2 separate regions of the Mus musculus genome follow, and region 2 is linked to region 1. Evidence: chromatin contacts called from public HiChIP or PLAC-seq data. All regions are on one chromosome and are shown on one strand. The core of a region is the stretch at or near the end of the contact, and the rest is flanking DNA. Distances in the headings are between cores, read along the strand shown. Region 1 holds the start of Rrnad1 (ribosomal RNA adenine dimethylase domain containing 1). Region 2 has its middle 15 kb from the start of Mef2d.

The links. HiChIP or PLAC-seq counts read pairs in DNA pulled down with a chosen protein or histone mark.
Region 2: a contact with region 1 is called in a FOXA1 HiChIP or PLAC-seq map of pancreatic cancer cells. The contact joins the enhancer-like site here to the promoter of Rrnad1 in region 1. A contact is called at or near these places in 12 of 39 promoter capture datasets (3T3-L1-derived adipocytes, the C10 cell line, the SN4741 cell line and 9 more), 6 of 484 Hi-C or Micro-C datasets (CD4 T cells, bone marrow-derived macrophages, erythroid progenitors and 3 more), 6 of 115 datasets of contacts at active chromatin or transcription factors (SST interneurons, bone marrow-derived macrophages, embryonic hindbrain and 3 more) and 3 of 9 other capture datasets (adipose tissue, liver and pancreatic islet).

What each region holds. Positions count from the first base shown.
Region 1 is chr3:87,927,516-87,932,468 of GRCm38.p6, forward strand. It overlaps Rrnad1 (ribosomal RNA adenine dimethylase domain containing 1), which reads right to left and starts at 2,680. Exons shown (of 8, transcript NM_153562.4): 1 at 2,341-2,680; 2 at 409-533; 3 at 48-240. The coding sequence starts at 2,451. It overlaps Isg20l2 (interferon stimulated exonuclease gene 20-like 2), which reads left to right and starts at 2,799. Exons shown (of 4, transcript NM_177663.4): 1 at 2,799-3,096; 2 at 3,816-4,760. The coding sequence starts at 3,969.
Region 2 is chr3:88,124,539-88,129,877 of GRCm38.p6, forward strand. No RefSeq gene overlaps it. Among named protein-coding and RNA genes, the nearest start is that of Mef2d, 15 kb to the right of the region's middle. Within about 2 kb of position 3,768, at least 19 of the 459 cell types and tissues checked have an H3K27ac peak or open chromatin away from gene starts, as enhancers often do. A contact at or near this core is called in granulosa cells, pancreatic cancer cells and pancreatic islet, where this site is marked.

The sequences.
Region 1 (4,953 bases), core at 1,430-3,929:
TTAGGAGTCCTAGGCTCTCATAGTCTAACCTCCAGCAGTCCCCTCACCTCTCCCAGCCTCCGGATCTCATGCTGCTTCTTGGGCTTGACATGTTTCCGAAAAGGAGCTGTTAGTCGGGAGCTCTGGCTGGGGTTCTCCAGGAACTCTGATGGGGTGTGAAAGCCAGGTGTCCGGGTAAAGGCGAGGGCACAAGCTGTGGACTTCAGGGCCAGCAGGGTGAGTGGCCACACAGACCTGTACCTGAGATAGTCCAGCCCAGGCTGCTAGTGAATAGCCCACAATCACATCCTGAGTGTTCCAGCTTATGATCCAGCTGCCCAGGAAGACCCATTGAGAGTATCTACACAAGACTCAATACATGGCTCAGTGCTCATTCCCCATCTCAGGGCTCCTCTGGCTTGTACATACCTCATTTCCTCCCCGTCCCTCGGCATCCCCAGCAGCAGGGTGGCCAGCTGTGGTGGGTTCAGTCCATCCAGTGCTTCTTGCCATGAGTGGGGGAGTGTGCCCCACAGGCTGTCCGTGAAAAATTCCTGCAGGAGGAGCCAAGCAGTTTGAAGGACTCTACAACTATTCCCATTGTCTCAGCCCCATCTCAACTCTCCAGCTCATCACCTGCCTTTTTTGGCACTAGTGCCCAAGATGACAAGATGCCCGTATCTCCTGTCCATCTGTATCAGCTCTCAAGCCTGTCCCTGCCTCTACTAGCACCCATGTGGTACAGACTGCACTATATGTACACCTCTCATTATTAACACCCCATTCATTTCTGTTTTTCTCCATTTAGTTTCTTGTTTGGTCTGTTGGTTGTTTTTAAATTTTTATTTATTTTTATTTTATATACACTGGTGTTTTGACTGCATGTATGTCTGGGTGAGGGTGTTAGATCCCCTAGTACAGAAGTTAAAAGACAGTTGTGAGCTGCCATGTTGGTGCTGGAAGTTGAACCTGGGTCCTTTGGAAAATCTCTTGACCCCTAAGCCATCTCTCCAGCATGACCAATGTCTCTTTTCTTTTCTTTTTTTAAATCATGCATCACTAGCATGATCTCACCACAGCATTAACAGGTAACTATTTAGTAACCTGCTATTTTATGGTCCAGACAGCTGTGTATTTTAATTCATTCATTTGTTCTTTTAAAATTCTGGGGCTGTGGGGGCCAGGTATGGTGTCTATTATTAAAGGATCCCAGCACTCAGGTGGCAAAGGCCAGAATATCTCCATGAGATATTTCAACATAGTGAGTACCCATCTGAAAATAATGAACTAATTAAGGAGCAATTAAAAGCCTTGTTAGGAAGCCGGGCGTGGGCGTGGTGGCGCATGCCTTTAATCCCAGCACTCCAGAGGCAGAGGCAGGTGGATTTCTGAGTTCGAGGCCAGTCTGGTCTACAAAGTGAGTTCCAGGACAGCCAGGGCTATACAGAGAAACCCTGTCTCGAAAAAACAAAAAACAAACAAACAAAAATGCTTTTAACCACATAGCCATCTTGTTAGTCCTAGACAAACATTTACCCTAAAACAGCGGTTCTCAACCTGTAGGTTGGGACCTCTTTGGGGGTTCACACTTCAGCTATCCCGCATATCAGGTATTTACGATTCATAACAGTAGTAAAATTACAGTTACAGAGTAGCAACAAAAGATACTTTTATAGTTGGAGATCACAACATGAGGAACTGTACTAAATGGATGGATGTAGGATCACGAAGGTTGAGAATCACCCCACCCACAAGCCTTGCTGGTGCTCTTCTGTGTGTGTGGGGGGGAGTTGGGGGGAAATGAGACATGTCTCAACACTCGTTAAGCTGGCTGCAAGTCAAGACAATTCTGCCTTAGTCTTCTGAGGGGCGAGATTACAGAAAGGTAACTTTATGTATGTCTGCCCTGTTTTGTTTCCCTCCCCTCCTTTTTTAAAGTAACATCGTCCAGTCCAGGCTGCCCTAGAACTTGTTTTGTAGCCCAGGGGAACCTTTTACTCCCGATTCTCCTGCATCTACTTCTTAGGTGACAGGATTACAAGGGTACACCACATTTGGCCAAGCACTTCCTCTTCCCCAACCCACTCTTTATTGCCTTTAGTGGAGGATATCCTATGGAACATCTCGTTTCTCGTATGTTTCTATGCAACTGTAGCATGGCCAAATGTTGGTTGTGGGGTTTCAAATGAAACAAACAAAACTTAAGTATTAGAGTCAGAAGGCTGGGTGAAAAGTATTCTAGTAGTCAACGCGTTCCTTATTAGGAAGAGATAAAAGCTGTCTCCACATTTTCTCTGCAGTGGGCTCCTATTCACCCCCCGCCCCCCAAGAAGCACCCCGCCCTCAGCCCGGTGGCCTCACGATGATGTAGGCGTCCAGGATGGAACGGTAGTGAGCTAGGACGCGGGTGAGGTCCACAGCCAGTTGCCTTCTCTCCTCATGCGAGAGGCCATGGGCTGAAACGCCCCGCATCCTGTGGCGTGAAATGTCGGTGCAAGGAGGGAGGAGGTGAGGAGACACAAGGTCGGTACCACGAAACCATGCAACCCAAACCGGACTCAATTCTGCACGCCCGACGCAAAGCAAGAACTCCGAACCCGCCCGACGACACCTCTCAGGGCGATCCCGTCCTATTACAAATCCTTAGAACAAGGCGCACTTGCCCAACGTCACGACTTCCACTGGGCCAAGCCATTTGCGCAGCCGCAGGGGACTCGGAGACGTCACAGAAGCGCGCCCAGCACCAGCTTACGGCGAGGGGGTCAGCTGCAGGTCCCACCCTCCCTCCCGGAAGTGGGACCACGGTTCCGGCGCACTCTGTTCCGCTTCCCGCGGCCCACCACCTTCGAGTTGTACCTCCACGGGGCCCGAGGGGCCGGGGAGCGCATCCCGCCCCCGCCCCCACCCACGCCGCCGCCGCCGCCACCGCCGTTCCCGCTGCTCACGCACTCCGAGTCGCTGGCCTCGCTGCCTGAGGTGGGGGCGCTGCGGGCGCGTGCGCGCCGGCCGCCTTCCCGTTGTCGCCCGCGTTCTTGCCGTCCCGGCATACGTCGGCGCGCGCCTGCGCCTGCATCCGGCTTCGGACGCTTGCGATCTTAGTGGGGAACCAACTTGGAGGTAGGTGTATAGGGTGTTCGGGAATAGTTCGTGGATCGTCAAGAATGTGGTGGCCGAGGTGGCTGGCCCTCCACTGTGTCCTTACTGTGGGAGACAGGTAAGGTATGTGAGGAGATCGCCCCCACGTGGAGCCGAGGGAGCGCGACACCTGGATTTGGTCTTCATTTCGTAGCACGCTGAGAATTCCTGGGTGATCCAGAGGGTATTTGTGTTGTTTCTTCTCACCACTGGTACTTAAAAGTCTCATCTGACGCCCTTGTTTTGACTTCATAGACATGATAGAGTCGATCTCCGTGGGTCCCACATCTTTTTATCCGCAGCCTCAGCACCCTCATTTTATGTAATTAGATTTATTATTTGTCTGAGTGTTTTGTTTGTATTTATGTATGTGTATCGTTTAATTGCCCGGGGCCTGCAGAGATCGGAAGGCATCTAGTTTTTTCTGAAGCTGGAGGTACAGATGCTGTGAACTACTACAACGTGGGTGCCTGGAACTGAACTTAATATCTCTGCGAGAGCAACAAGGTTATAACTACTAAGGCGTTTCTCCAGCCCCAGCATCTTTAGTTTTTAAAATGGCACAGAGATCCGGAGAAGGGAAATAACCCTTTTAAGACCAACCTAAAGGTGAATTGTGGAGGCTTCAGTAGTTAGCCGGGCTTTGGGGCTTGTGGAAGTTATCACTTATGTCTTCCAGAACTGATCTTCTTTTCTCTCAGGCCTATGGTGCGGGAATCAGGATTACTTTGTCCCCAAGGCTGATTGCAGACCTCCACATGTTGAACTATGGGATTCCACAGAGGATGAGCCTCTCATCCTTTTGCTATCAGTGAGCCATTCTTCCCAGCTTCCTCCCACCATCCACTGATCTCATGTCTACCATACTCCTGAATTTAGACTTTGGGCAACCTTCGAAAAAGGCATTTGGAGGAAATGCCAAACATCAACGCTTTGTCAAGAAGCGAAGGTTCTTGGAACAGAAAGGATTTCTGAATAAAAAGAACCAACCCCCTAACAAGGTGTCTAAGTTGAACTCAGAACCTCCAAAGAAAGGGGAAACTTCAAGAGTAGATGGCATTTTGAAGATCCTTCCATGCCCAAAGAAGAAAGAGGCAGCTGCCTCCAAGAGGGACTCAGAGCAGTCCAAAGACAAGAAAGCACCATTGTCTTGGCTGACCCCTGCTCCTTCAAAGAAGACTGCTTCTGTTGTGTCTAAAATAGATTTGCTAGGGGAGTTTCAGAGTGCCCTTCCAAAGACTAAGAGCACCCAGAAGAAGGGCTCCAAGAAGAAGTCCTTGAAAAAGAAAATTGCTACAGAGAACTCCACCCAAGCTCAGTCAAAGGATAAAGGCTCCAAGAAGAAGCCCTTGAAGAAAAATGCTGTACCGAACTCCACCCAAGCTCGTTCTGAAGATAAGTGCCCTACAGTCCCCCAAAACTTGCCAGGGAAGATGGTGGCAATAGACTGTGAAATGGTGGGCACAGGACCCAAGGGACGCGTTAGTTCCCTGGCTCGATGCAGCATTGTAAATTACAATGGTGATGTGCTGTACGATGAGTACGTCCTCCCCCCCTGCTACATCGTCAACTACCGGACCAGATGGAGTGGCATCCGGAAGTGCCACATGGTTAACGCTACACCCTTTAAGACTGCTCGGAGTCAGGTGAGGAGCGTGGGTCGAGACAGTAGAGAGAGGTCTGGAGAGGACTTTCAGCAAGTGATATTCTGGGGAGGTGTCAAAGGATGGTAAAGGGAGGGAGAATAATGTCACGTGATTAGGAAGGCTTCCTATTGGAGTAAGGATTAGTTTCTTTTTTACATGGATCCTACCACCTCAGTTGACCCAATCTGAAAGC
Region 2 (5,339 bases), core at 2,518-5,017, 200 kb after region 1:
GTATGTCACTGTGTACCACAGTGCCTTTGGAGGCCATCATGGGGGACAGATCCCCTAAACCTGGAGTAACAGAGGGTTGTGAGCTGCCATGTGGGGCTGGGAATTCAGTGCGGATCCTTTGCAAAGGCAGCCAGAGTCCTTAACCACTGAGCCATCGTTCCAGCACAGCCAGCCCTCTTCCAGCTCTGGTTTTTTTTGTTTTGTTTTGTTTTGTTTTGTTTTGTTTTGTTTTGTTTTGTTTTTTTAAGCTGGGGAAAGATCAGGGAGGCAGACTCCTGTCAGGTCAAAGGACAGCTTGTAGGGATCAATCCTCTCTACCACATGGGTCGCAGGAATTGAACTTAGGTCACCAGACTTGGCAGCAAGTACTTTTACCTGCTGAGCCACCCACCCACCTCCCAGGACAAAAACTTTATTATTTATTTATTTATTTATTTGATTTTCTGAGACAGGGTTTCTCTGTGTAGCCCTGGCTGTCCTGGAACTCACTCTGTAGACCAGGCTAGCCTCAAACTCAGAAATCCACCTGCCTCTGCCTCCCAAGTACTGGGATTAAAGGTGTGTGCCACCATTGCCCAGCCCTTAATTTTTATAATAATACTTTTTTTTTCCAAGATGGGCTTTCTCTGCATAGCCTTGGCTGTCTTTGAACTCACTGTGTAGACCAGGCTGGCCTCAGCTAGCTTTGTTGCTGCTGCTGTGACTGTCTGTGGCCACCTCCTAGTGAGAGACTCCAGCTGGGAGGCACCCAGCCTCAGCGATGGGCACCTCCCAGGATTTCAGCACCTGACATGTGATTTGGCTGTCCTTACTATTTTTAGACTCACTTAATAAATTCCAAGGCATGTACATAGTTGTATATGTCCCCTTGCCTCTGCTGCTCCAGATAAAACACCAGGCCGTAGACAACTGAGGTTATCAAGGACTCTCAACCAGGAAAAAAAAAAGAGAGAGCAAATCTGTCAAGATCAAGAAAAACAAGTGTTTCCTGGAGCAATGGCTCAACCATTAAGAGTACTTACTACGGGCCTGGAGAGAGGCTCAGCGGTTAAGAGCACTGACTACTCTTCCAGAGGTCCTGAGTTCAATTCCAAGCAACTACATGGTGGCTCACAACCATCTGTAATAAGTTCTGATACCCTCTTCTGGTGTGTCTGAAGAGAGCTACAGTGTACTCATATAAATAAAATAAATCATTTTTAAAAAATAAAAGTAAATGCTGGTGTTGGTGGCACATGCCTTTAATCCCAGTACTCGAGAGCCAGAGGCAGGTAGATTTCTGTGAATTTGAGGCTAGCCTGGTCTATGTAGTAAGTTCCAGGCCACCTAGGACTAGACAGTGCAACTTTGCCTCCGAAGAATTATTTTTTCTCCAGTTACTGATTTTGTGTGGTGGCCAAATGCGTGCTGCGATGAGCACCTGGAGGTGCTCAAAGGACAACTTTCAGTTCTTTCCTTCCACTACGTGGACTCTGGGGACGCAACTCAGGTGGTAGTTCAGGCTACCCACCCACTGAGCATCTCACTGGCTCCACAGTAAGAGCCTCTCTCCAGAAATATAAAATAAAAGCTATCACAAGCAAACCTACTTAAATGCCTTGTTAAATTCAGGTGTGTCATGCAGCATTTCTCAAAAATGCTGGCCCCAGAAATATTAAACCTTTTTATAATTTTTATTTTTTATTTTTGAGACAGGGTTTTTCTGTGTAGTCCTGACTGTCCTGGAACTCACTCTGTAGATGAGATTAAAGATGCGCATCAGCACTGCCCAGCTTATTTTTATTTCTGAGACAAGGTCTGACTTATTCATCCCGGGCTGGGCCTTGACCTCCCCGCGTCTCTGAGGGTAACCTTGACCTCCTGACTCTCTTACCTCCGCCTTCCCAGCACTGCCAACACAGAGGAAAATAACTTATTACAATGTTTGCTTTTCAAGACTTTCCTACCACTAGAAGTGTGGGATTCATCAGGGCCCTTCGCTGGCAGCCAGGGCAGGGAGCTCCAAGTGACTCTTGGTCTGTGATGACCAAGGCGTAAAGGCATTTGCAGCAGCAAATTCTTTTATTTTTTTTTAAGCATTTATTTATTTTATGTATATAAGTACACTGTAGCTATCTTCAGACACACCAGAAGAGGGCATCAAATCCCATTACAGATGGTTGTGAGCCACCATGTGGTTGCTGGGAATTGAACTCAGGACCTCTGGGAGAGCAGTCGGTGCTCTTAACCTCTGAGCCATCTCTCCAGCCCTACTTTTATTTTTTTTTTAATTAAGAAAAAAATCATCTTTTTTTTCAAGACAGGGTTTCTCTGTGTAGTCCTAAAACTCACTCGAGTTGTTCTGGAACTCATTATACGAACAAGCTGGCCTCAAATTCACAGAATCCCACCTGCCTCTACCTCCTGGGTACTGGAATTAAGGACATGTGCCACTATGACCAGCACTAAATAAATGGTTTTTCTCCTTGGTCTTCCGAGACAGGGTTTCTTCTCTGTGTAGCCCTGGATGTCTTGGAACTTGCTCTGTAGACCAGGCTGGCCTTGAACTCAGAGATCCGCCTAACTCTGTCTCCTGAGTGCTAGAACCAAAGGTGTGCGCCACCACCACCTGGCTAATTATTTTAAAGAGAAAATTTAATTAAAGGAAAGCAAAACAAGGGGGCTGGAGAGATGGCTCAGTGGTTAAGAGCACTGACTGCTCATCTGAAGGTCCTGAGTTCAAATCCCAGCAACCACATGGTGGCTCACAACCATCTGTAATGAAATCTGACGCCCTCTTCTGGTGCATCTGAAGACAGCTACAGTGTACTTAGATATAATAATAAATAAATCTTAAAAAATTATAAAAAAAAAAAAGAAGAACGTGAGATCGAGGTGGCGCACGCCTTTAATCTCAGCACTCGGGGGGCAGAGGCAGGTGAGTCTGGATCTCTGAGTTCGAGGCCAGCCTGGTCTACAAGCAAGTTCTAAGATAGCCATGGCTACACAGAGAAACCCTGTCTCAAAAAACTGTCAAGCAAACAAGCAAACAAAACCACTAGAGAGATACAGCTCAGTGGTAAAGCATTTGATTAGCACACACAAGATTCTGGGTTCTGTTCCCAGCACCACACACACAAAAGAAAGAAAATCTCAAGAGAACTAGGAGAAAGGGAGAAGGGAGGGGAAGCTAAGAGAGATAGACAGAAAGAAGATAGAAGAGAGGAAGGTGGGGAAGGGGAGGGGAGGAGCAGAGAGCAGAGGGGAGGGAGGAAAGAGGAGGGCAGAACTTGTCAACATGGCCACCTGGGCAGGTTCCCTCATAGCACGTGGGGAACTGCACAGGGCTGGGCCAGGAAGTCGTGGAGCTAAAGGGGCTGCAGATTTCATTCTCATATCTACAACTTTTGGTTTCTCTGAGTTTTCTCAACATCTGCCTTACAGAAGCAGAGAAAGAGGAGCTGGGAGTTTCGCTCTCACCCTTGGTCATTAGCACCCATCTGCTCCTGCAGGTGAGGCTAGCTTCCAAGCCCCCTTGAGAACTTTTGCTCCAAACATGACTCCATATTCTGTCTCTTGCCTTCCACCAAGAGGTCTTGAATCTGACTTTAGTGACATGTCTTCTGCAGGAGGCGCAAGCAAAAGTATTACAGGCGTTTCTAGGCAACGGTGGGCATTTCACTTTGTTTACATTATTTGCTGTTGTTTTTTCAGCCCTCTATGAATAACTCTCCTTATCACAGCACTAGAGAAACCGTGGCTCAGAGAGAGTCAGTGACTCACCCAAGCTCATACTAGAAATGAGGGTGCTGGGACTGGATCCCAGAAGGGTCTGACCCAACCTTCTCATTTCTACATATGAGCAACTCTGAGAGCCCACGGGATCAGACTGGAGGTTTTGTGGATGTGTGTGCATTCTTCATTTTTTTTTTTTTTAGAGACTTATTATTTAGGGCCCAAAGAGATGGCTCATCGGTTAAGAGCACTGGTTGCTCTTGCGGAGGACCTGGGTTTGGTTCCCAGCTCCCACATGGTAATGAACCTGTAACTCCAGGAACAGGAGAGCTGATGCCTCTTCTGACCTCTGTGGACTCCTGCATGCATGTGTTATACAAAACATACATGAAAGCATACACATATAGACATAAAATATAATTTAAAATTTTATATATATATAATTTGTGTGTGTGCATGTGTATTTGTCCTCAGAGGTGGAAAGAAGGCATTGGATCCTTTGACTCTGGAGTCCCAGGCAATTTTGAGTCACCTGATACCTTATTTTTCTATTGTGGTAAAGACACCAGGACCAAGGCAACTTACAGAAGACAGAGTCTACTGGGGCTTACAGATTTAGAGGGTGGGCCCATGACCATCATGGCAGGAAGGCAGCAGGCAGCAGGCAGGAAGGCAAGGGACTGGGGCAGTAGATGAGTGAGAACTTACATTTTTGACCCCCAAGCACCAGGATGAGAGGGAGGGGAAAGATATGGGGGGGGGGGGAGAGAGAGAGAGAGAGAGAGAGAGAGAGAGAGAGAGAGTGAGAGAGAGAGAGAGAGAGAGAGAGAGAGAGAGAGAGAGCCTGGCCCTGGTGTGGGCTTTTGAGACCTCAAGGCCCTTCTCCAGTGACACACCTCCTCCAACAAGGCCACACCTCCTCCAACAAAGCCACACCTCCTCCGGAAAGGCCACATCTCCTATTCCTTCCCAGTTTTACCAGCTGGAGACCAAGCATTCAAATATGAGTCTGTGGGGGACATTCTCATTCAAACAACCACGTGTGACCTGTTGTCCTGGGAACTGAGCAAGTCCGGTCCTCTGAAGGATCAGCAAACATTCTGCCCACCTGTACCATGCGCTTGTAAGGTCTTGTTCTAAGTGCCTGAGTGCTTCTCCAGCATCTTCTCTGTACTCTGTGCCACTGTGAGCATGGAGTGCCGGCTCTCTTCCTTGGCATTGGTGAGAGCTGAGCTGGTTTCCCCTGTACCCTTTACTCTTGTCTGGGCACGTGAGGTACTGAATGGGAATCCCACAGATACTTTTTGAGTTTTGTTTCATTTCATTTTCTGAGACAGGAGTCTCACTAACTTTGGCCTCTCTGCAGTCTTCCTGCCCCAACCTTGATGTCTCAGTTAGAAGAGACACCATGACCTAGGCAACTCTTATAAGGACAACATTTAATTGGGGCTGGCTTACAGGTTCAGAGGTTCAGTCCATTATCATCAGGACAGGGGCATGGCAGCATCCAGGCAGGCATGGTGCAGGAGGAGCTGAGAGTTCTACATCTTCATCTGAAGGCTGCTAGCAGAATACTCACTTCCAGGCAGCTTAGGATGAGGGTATTAAAGCCCACACCCACAATG